2 separate regions of the Mus musculus genome follow, and region 2 is linked to region 1. Evidence: chromatin contacts called from public promoter capture Hi-C data. All regions are on one chromosome and are shown on one strand. Each heading gives the region's core, a stretch centred on a gene start, on an enhancer-like site or on the middle of the called end of the contact. The rest is flanking DNA. Distances are from core to core; before and after follow the strand shown. Region 1 holds the start of 0610043K17Rik (RIKEN cDNA 0610043K17 gene). Region 2 has its middle 78 kb from the start of Gm52667.

What was found. Promoter capture Hi-C pulls out the DNA fragments that hold promoters and counts their contacts.
Region 2: a contact with region 1 is called in a promoter capture Hi-C map of liver, with 2.5 times the contacts expected there. The contact joins the enhancer-like site here to the promoter of 0610043K17Rik in region 1. A contact is called at or near these places in 2 of 39 promoter capture datasets (both in liver), 1 of 484 Hi-C or Micro-C datasets (cortical neurons) and 2 of 115 datasets of contacts at active chromatin or transcription factors (embryonic forebrain and large pre-B cells).

What each region holds. Positions count from the first base shown.
Region 1 is chr4:101,352,438-101,355,128 of GRCm38.p6, reverse strand. It overlaps 0610043K17Rik (RIKEN cDNA 0610043K17 gene), which reads right to left and starts at 1,346. Exons shown (of 4, transcript NR_040640.1): 1 at 1,241-1,346. All of the region lies in intron 1 of E130102H24Rik (RIKEN cDNA E130102H24 gene), which reads left to right.
Region 2 is chr4:102,645,946-102,648,636 of GRCm38.p6, reverse strand. No RefSeq gene overlaps it. Among named protein-coding and RNA genes, the nearest start is that of Gm52667, 78 kb to the right of the region's middle. Within about 2 kb of position 1,361, at least 34 of the 459 cell types and tissues checked have an H3K27ac peak or open chromatin away from gene starts, as enhancers often do. A contact at or near this core is called in liver, where this site is marked.

The sequences.
Region 1 (2,691 bases), core at 97-2,596:
GTCTCTTCCAAGAGGGAGGGAAGAAGAAAGGATTTGGGGGGGGGTGTCCTCAAGTTCCGGTTTCCAAAACCCCCGTAGCATTCTCCTCCCGGAGCCTCCTGAATTCTTCCTAACAGCTGTTTTCTGCAGTGCCTTTTGCTCCTCCTGGCCTTATATTGGAGAGAGTGGATGGGGAGAGATAGCCACCCCCACCCCTTTCCTAGAACTAGGCAATTTTTTTCTCTGTCTTTTCATTTATTATGTTTGGAATATAAAATATGCAAGTGTGATTGCCTGTTATTAGAGTTGATTTTCTTCCTGGCTAGTGACTAACTGGGACTCCAGAGGGAAGGAGAGGTGAGGGATGGTGAGAGGGGGATCGTTCACCACCTATGTGTCCTGGGAATTGCCAGAAGAGACCCTTCTGAAAAAAGGCACTTCTCCCTTCCATGACATCACCACTAAGCCCTTCCAACTTTAGCTTCAGAACAGGAAGAAGGCTCAAAATAGAACTAACTACCTTAGGAATCCAGTTCCTTCACGAGATCAACTTTGAAATCAGCGGCTGGGGGAACAAAGTGAGCTGTGACCCAGCGTGAAAGGGAAGAGAAAGCTATAGTGTTAGTAAATGCTTTTCTCGAGGTAGTCTGGAATACTGAGGCTCATGAATGATAACTGAGGTGTGGTGTTTATTATTCATATGTGTTGGCATGTAAACAGTAGCAGGTCTTTGTATGTATAAAGTGGGACTCGTGGATTATGATCTGCAACCCTGGTAGATCAGCCTGGTAGACAGAAGCTAGGAAGGGGTACTTGAAGAAGAGTGAGTCTTAGGATGCAGCGGCAGCTGTTCTCTGAAAGTTGAGAGGCTTAGTGTAAACAATAATTGTAACTTTCACAGGGTGACTAATGTCCTAGACAAAGAAGCTCCAGTGTCAAGGTTTCTCCCCTTTTCCTTGGAAATTAACCCTGGTTGTTCTCTGTGTGGTGTGCTCTCTCTCTCTCTCTCTCTCTCTCTCTCTTTCTCTCTCTCTTTCTCTCTCTCTCCCTCTCTCTCTCTCTCTCTCTCTCTCTCTCTCTCTCGCTCTCTCGCTCTCTCGCTCTCCTCTCTCCACTCTCCTCTCTCCTCTCTCCCCTCCCCCTCTCTCCATAGACCAGGCTAGCCTGGAACTCAGAGATCACCTGTCTCTAGGATTAAAGGTGTGTGCCACTAAGCTTGGCTGGCTATGCCCCTGATTTGAGATAACACCTTTCTCCTTACCGAGCCGACTTTCCAGAAACAGCTGCTTTGCAATGTATTGTAGAAAAAGAACATACTGGAACAGTTGGTGTATACGGCAGCAAGACTTGCTGCTCAGTGGGTTAAGGGCTTGTATCCGGATTCAGGTTTAAAAAAATCTAAGTGACTGACAGAATAGTCTGTACCAGCTACTACTGTAGCCCCTAGCAACCCTAGGCTCCAGCCATCTAAACTAAAGAGGCTGATGAGATCAAGTTTGAAACTCATTTAACTTTTAGAATCCATAAATGACTCAGGTATTGGAAACTTAACTGTTTGGGAAACAAACATTAGCATGCATACACACACACACACACACACACACACATATATACACACACACACACATATATATATACACACTGTTGAATCTAAATACAGATTAAATATCTCTTGAAAATTAAGAACTGGAATCAAGATATGTTTTAAGTATAAATACAGTGGCTTTTTGAAGGCAGTATAGAAAAGAAATACAGGTTTATAATATGTCACTTACTAATTTTAGCTTAGTGGGGTAAAGGTTTTGTTTTCCTTTTGGATTTTTAAGACAGGGTTTCTCTGTGTTGCCCTAGCTGTCCTGGAACTCACTTTTTAGATCAGGTTGGCCTTGAACTCCTATAGATCTTATTCCCTCTGCTTTCTGAGTGCTGGGACTAAAGGTGCGCACCACTAAGCCCAGCTAATTTCAGTTTTTAAAAATGTGTCTATAGCCAGGCAGTGGTGGCATACACCTTTGATCCCAGCACTTGGGAGGCATAGGCAGGTAGATTTCTGAGTTCGAGGCCAGCCTGGTCTAAAGACTGAGGAATCCCACCACATGGAACTATTCCTCTGTCCCAGAACTCCTAATGTCTGCTTTTCAGGAGGTTAAAACCAAACTAACAAAATGTGAAAAAAAATTTAAGGGGGTAGCAGTGGCTTGTGGGAAATTTGGGAAAACTAAGGTACCTCCCAACAGCTGCTTGTTTAAACGTCTCCTGGCAGTAACAATGTATCTGAAAACACTAGGTGACGTGGCAGCAGTTGTGACACATGGTGACAATGTTGCCAGTCTTCTATTACCTTCATTTATTTTGTATTTTCTTTTAATTTCATCTCCTTTAGAGCTCAGGATTGCCAACTCCTGACCCTCCCAAAACTATAACACAGCAGCAATGAGGAATACTGCTTTAGGGGGATTTGTTTTGTCTAAAGAAATTCAGTAATGGCACTGGGAAGGCATTTGTTTGTTTCTTGAGACAGGGTCTCATTATGTAACCCTGGCTGGCCTGAAATTCACTACATAAACCAGGCTGGCATCAAACTCAGAAATCAACCTGCCTCTGCCTCCTGTGTGTACTATCCTTATTTTATAAATGACAAACTGTCCAATATACTGCAAAGAAAGAAATCAAATAGACAATCTTATTGATAACCAGAGAAATGAAGAGCCA
Region 2 (2,691 bases), core at 112-2,611, 1.3 Mb before region 1:
AGGGAAACTAACAGGAAGAAGAATGATTTAGGAAGTATGGGGTGAAGTATGCTCAATGTACGATCTGTAGGTGAATGTCTTTACATAACAAAATCATTTAAAACTATTTCCCTACCCCATCTCTTCTATCTCCTTCTGACTTTCTGAAGGCCCCTTCCCTCCAAAATGTCTTCTCCCAGTTTTCACTTGTGTGTGTGTGTGTGTGTGGGTGTATGTATGTGTGCTTATGCACACGCACGTCCCACTGGTTTCATTAGAGTCACTTGTGTAAGCACAAGGGGGGAAGGCTATTTATAGATACGTGGGCCACTTTTCATTGGATGTACCACTGATACAAAATGACACCCGTCCTCCTGGAGCCATTAACTGCCAAAGGTTCCCCAAGAAGTAGGACCCTATGAAATCCTCTTCCCTCCAGGATTAAATGTTGAACATTTTCCTAATAATACCAATGCTACAGTTTATGAAAGCAATATATAATAAGTGTTTGATTGCTGCCCCATGACTCCTCCTCCCTCTGGGTACCCAGGCCTGTTGTGCATGCACCAAGTTGGCCTAGAGGGAGGAAAGCTTATCTGGGTGCTGGTGGGATCTCGAGTGGTAATGAATGCACGGGCAATAAGCACAACCAGAGCAGCTTTGTAGAACTGGTTCATTCATTTGAGGGGAGGGGAATTTGTATCCCTGGGGAGGTGGACAGGGTCTCTGGGGCAAGGGTTGTGTGGCTGAGTACCACTGGCCAAGACAGGGGTGTTGAAGATGTTTCATCTACAAACTCAGGGAATGTAGGATGTGTTTGTGGGGAAACCTCATAAGGTCAAACAAAAAGTGCAGCCTCCTAACTATTAGGGTAATAAATTCCTGCTAGGGTTGATGGTAGGATTTATGGCACCAGATTAGGAGGGGGAGGTAGCCAATTTCTGCCATTCTCACGTTTGTGATATCTGGGTTGAAGCTCCCTTGACCACTCTTCTGTAACCTGGGGCCATTATGGTCCCACATTTGACTTAAGCAAGTGCATTTTTATCCACAAAAGCACACGTTCAGGACTCTACTAGTATAGCTGGAAATTGGGAATTTTTTTTCTGCTATTGGTCTTCTTATGTCCTTCTACCCTCTGCTCTTTTCTTTGGATAAAATCACTAGGTTGCCGTGACATGTTCATATTATCATATAATGCCTGTGTTGCTGGACTTCAAAGCAGAAATAATGATTTTGTATTAAGAACATCATTCAAACTTAATATATACTTCATAAATAAACTAATGACTTGGTTTTGCTAACACTAAAGTGCTATCAGAGATCACATCAATGACCATAATCTTGCAGTGACTCTAAACACTAAGAGGATGTAAACTATTTCCTGACTTGAACTGTAAAAACGAACTTCCTCATTTCAATAGAAATGACACACTCTCAGTGACACCAAAATGTTTTTCAGTGTTTTTTTTTCCCCTGCCTTTTAGAGTTGGAAAGAATTCCAGAAGGTGTCTGGTTGCTATTGCTCTTTTACCCTGAAACACACTTACACCCACGTGATAGAATAGCTCCCTTAAATTTAACCCAGCAAACACTGGCAATATTGATCTTTCTCCTATCCAAGTATCACTAGTAGTGAATTTACCATCCTCAGTTAAGTCCCAGGAAAAATAAAATTATCTAACACTCTATTGAACCTGCTGATGAGATAAGGCAACAGAAGTGAATCTGTTCTAAAAATTGACTGGAGGAGGGGGTAGCAGTCATAATGAGAAAGGAGTATTACTGTCTGGATGGCTTAATCTCCAACTGCTCTGATCATTATGAAGTTTAAATAAGTAAGTAAGTAAGTAAGCAAGTAAATAGATAGATGATAGATAGATAGATAGATAGATAGATAGATAGATAAGATAGATAAGTGAGCCAACAGACCCAGGTATATCAGAGAGGATAGAAAAGGATTATTCAATATTAGAGATGAGGCATTAATGCCAAAAGGAAAGATTATTTGACTTTTAAGGAAATTTTTGGGCAGGAAGAAAAAACTCGGTTGATAGGATGTTTAGTTACTGCAGGAAAGACCCATATTAGCCAGGCTGGCCACAAGTCACAAGATCCTGAGTCAGAAGCAGGGATTGTTGAATATGGCTTCTTTTTCTTTTAAGACAGAGTCTTGCTATATAGCACTGGCTATGTAGCCGGTGCTGAGACAGCAGGCATGTGCCACCAGCCCCACTGTAGAATACAGAACTTAACGTGGCAATAGAGGAGGAGGAGGAGATGGTCACAGGGATATCAAGGTGTCATCAAAGCACCCACTGATGTGTGAGAAGCTTCTGACTGAAATGTGACTTTGAGCAGCCATAGAGAATCCTTCCTGTGTTTTACTTGCTACCGTGAGAACTATCCACTCCTGGAGACCTCCATAACTGACAGTGTCTCCTCCTTGAAGCTTCAAGAAGACTCACAATGCAGAAGAGCACTAGACTGACAGGAGACTTAAAACAAGGATTTGGCCACTGCCTTTGGGGGACAAATGATGCTCTCTGTGAGAAGGTTTCCTGTGCAGTGTGAGCAGATAGTCAGCATCCCTGGTCTCCTCCCAATGCAAGCTAGTAAACAGTTCCTTTGAGGTAGCATGGAAAGTGTCTGTATATACCATCAAATACTCAGAAAGAGGGAGAAAAGGGAAGGGGAGGGGAGGGGAAGAGG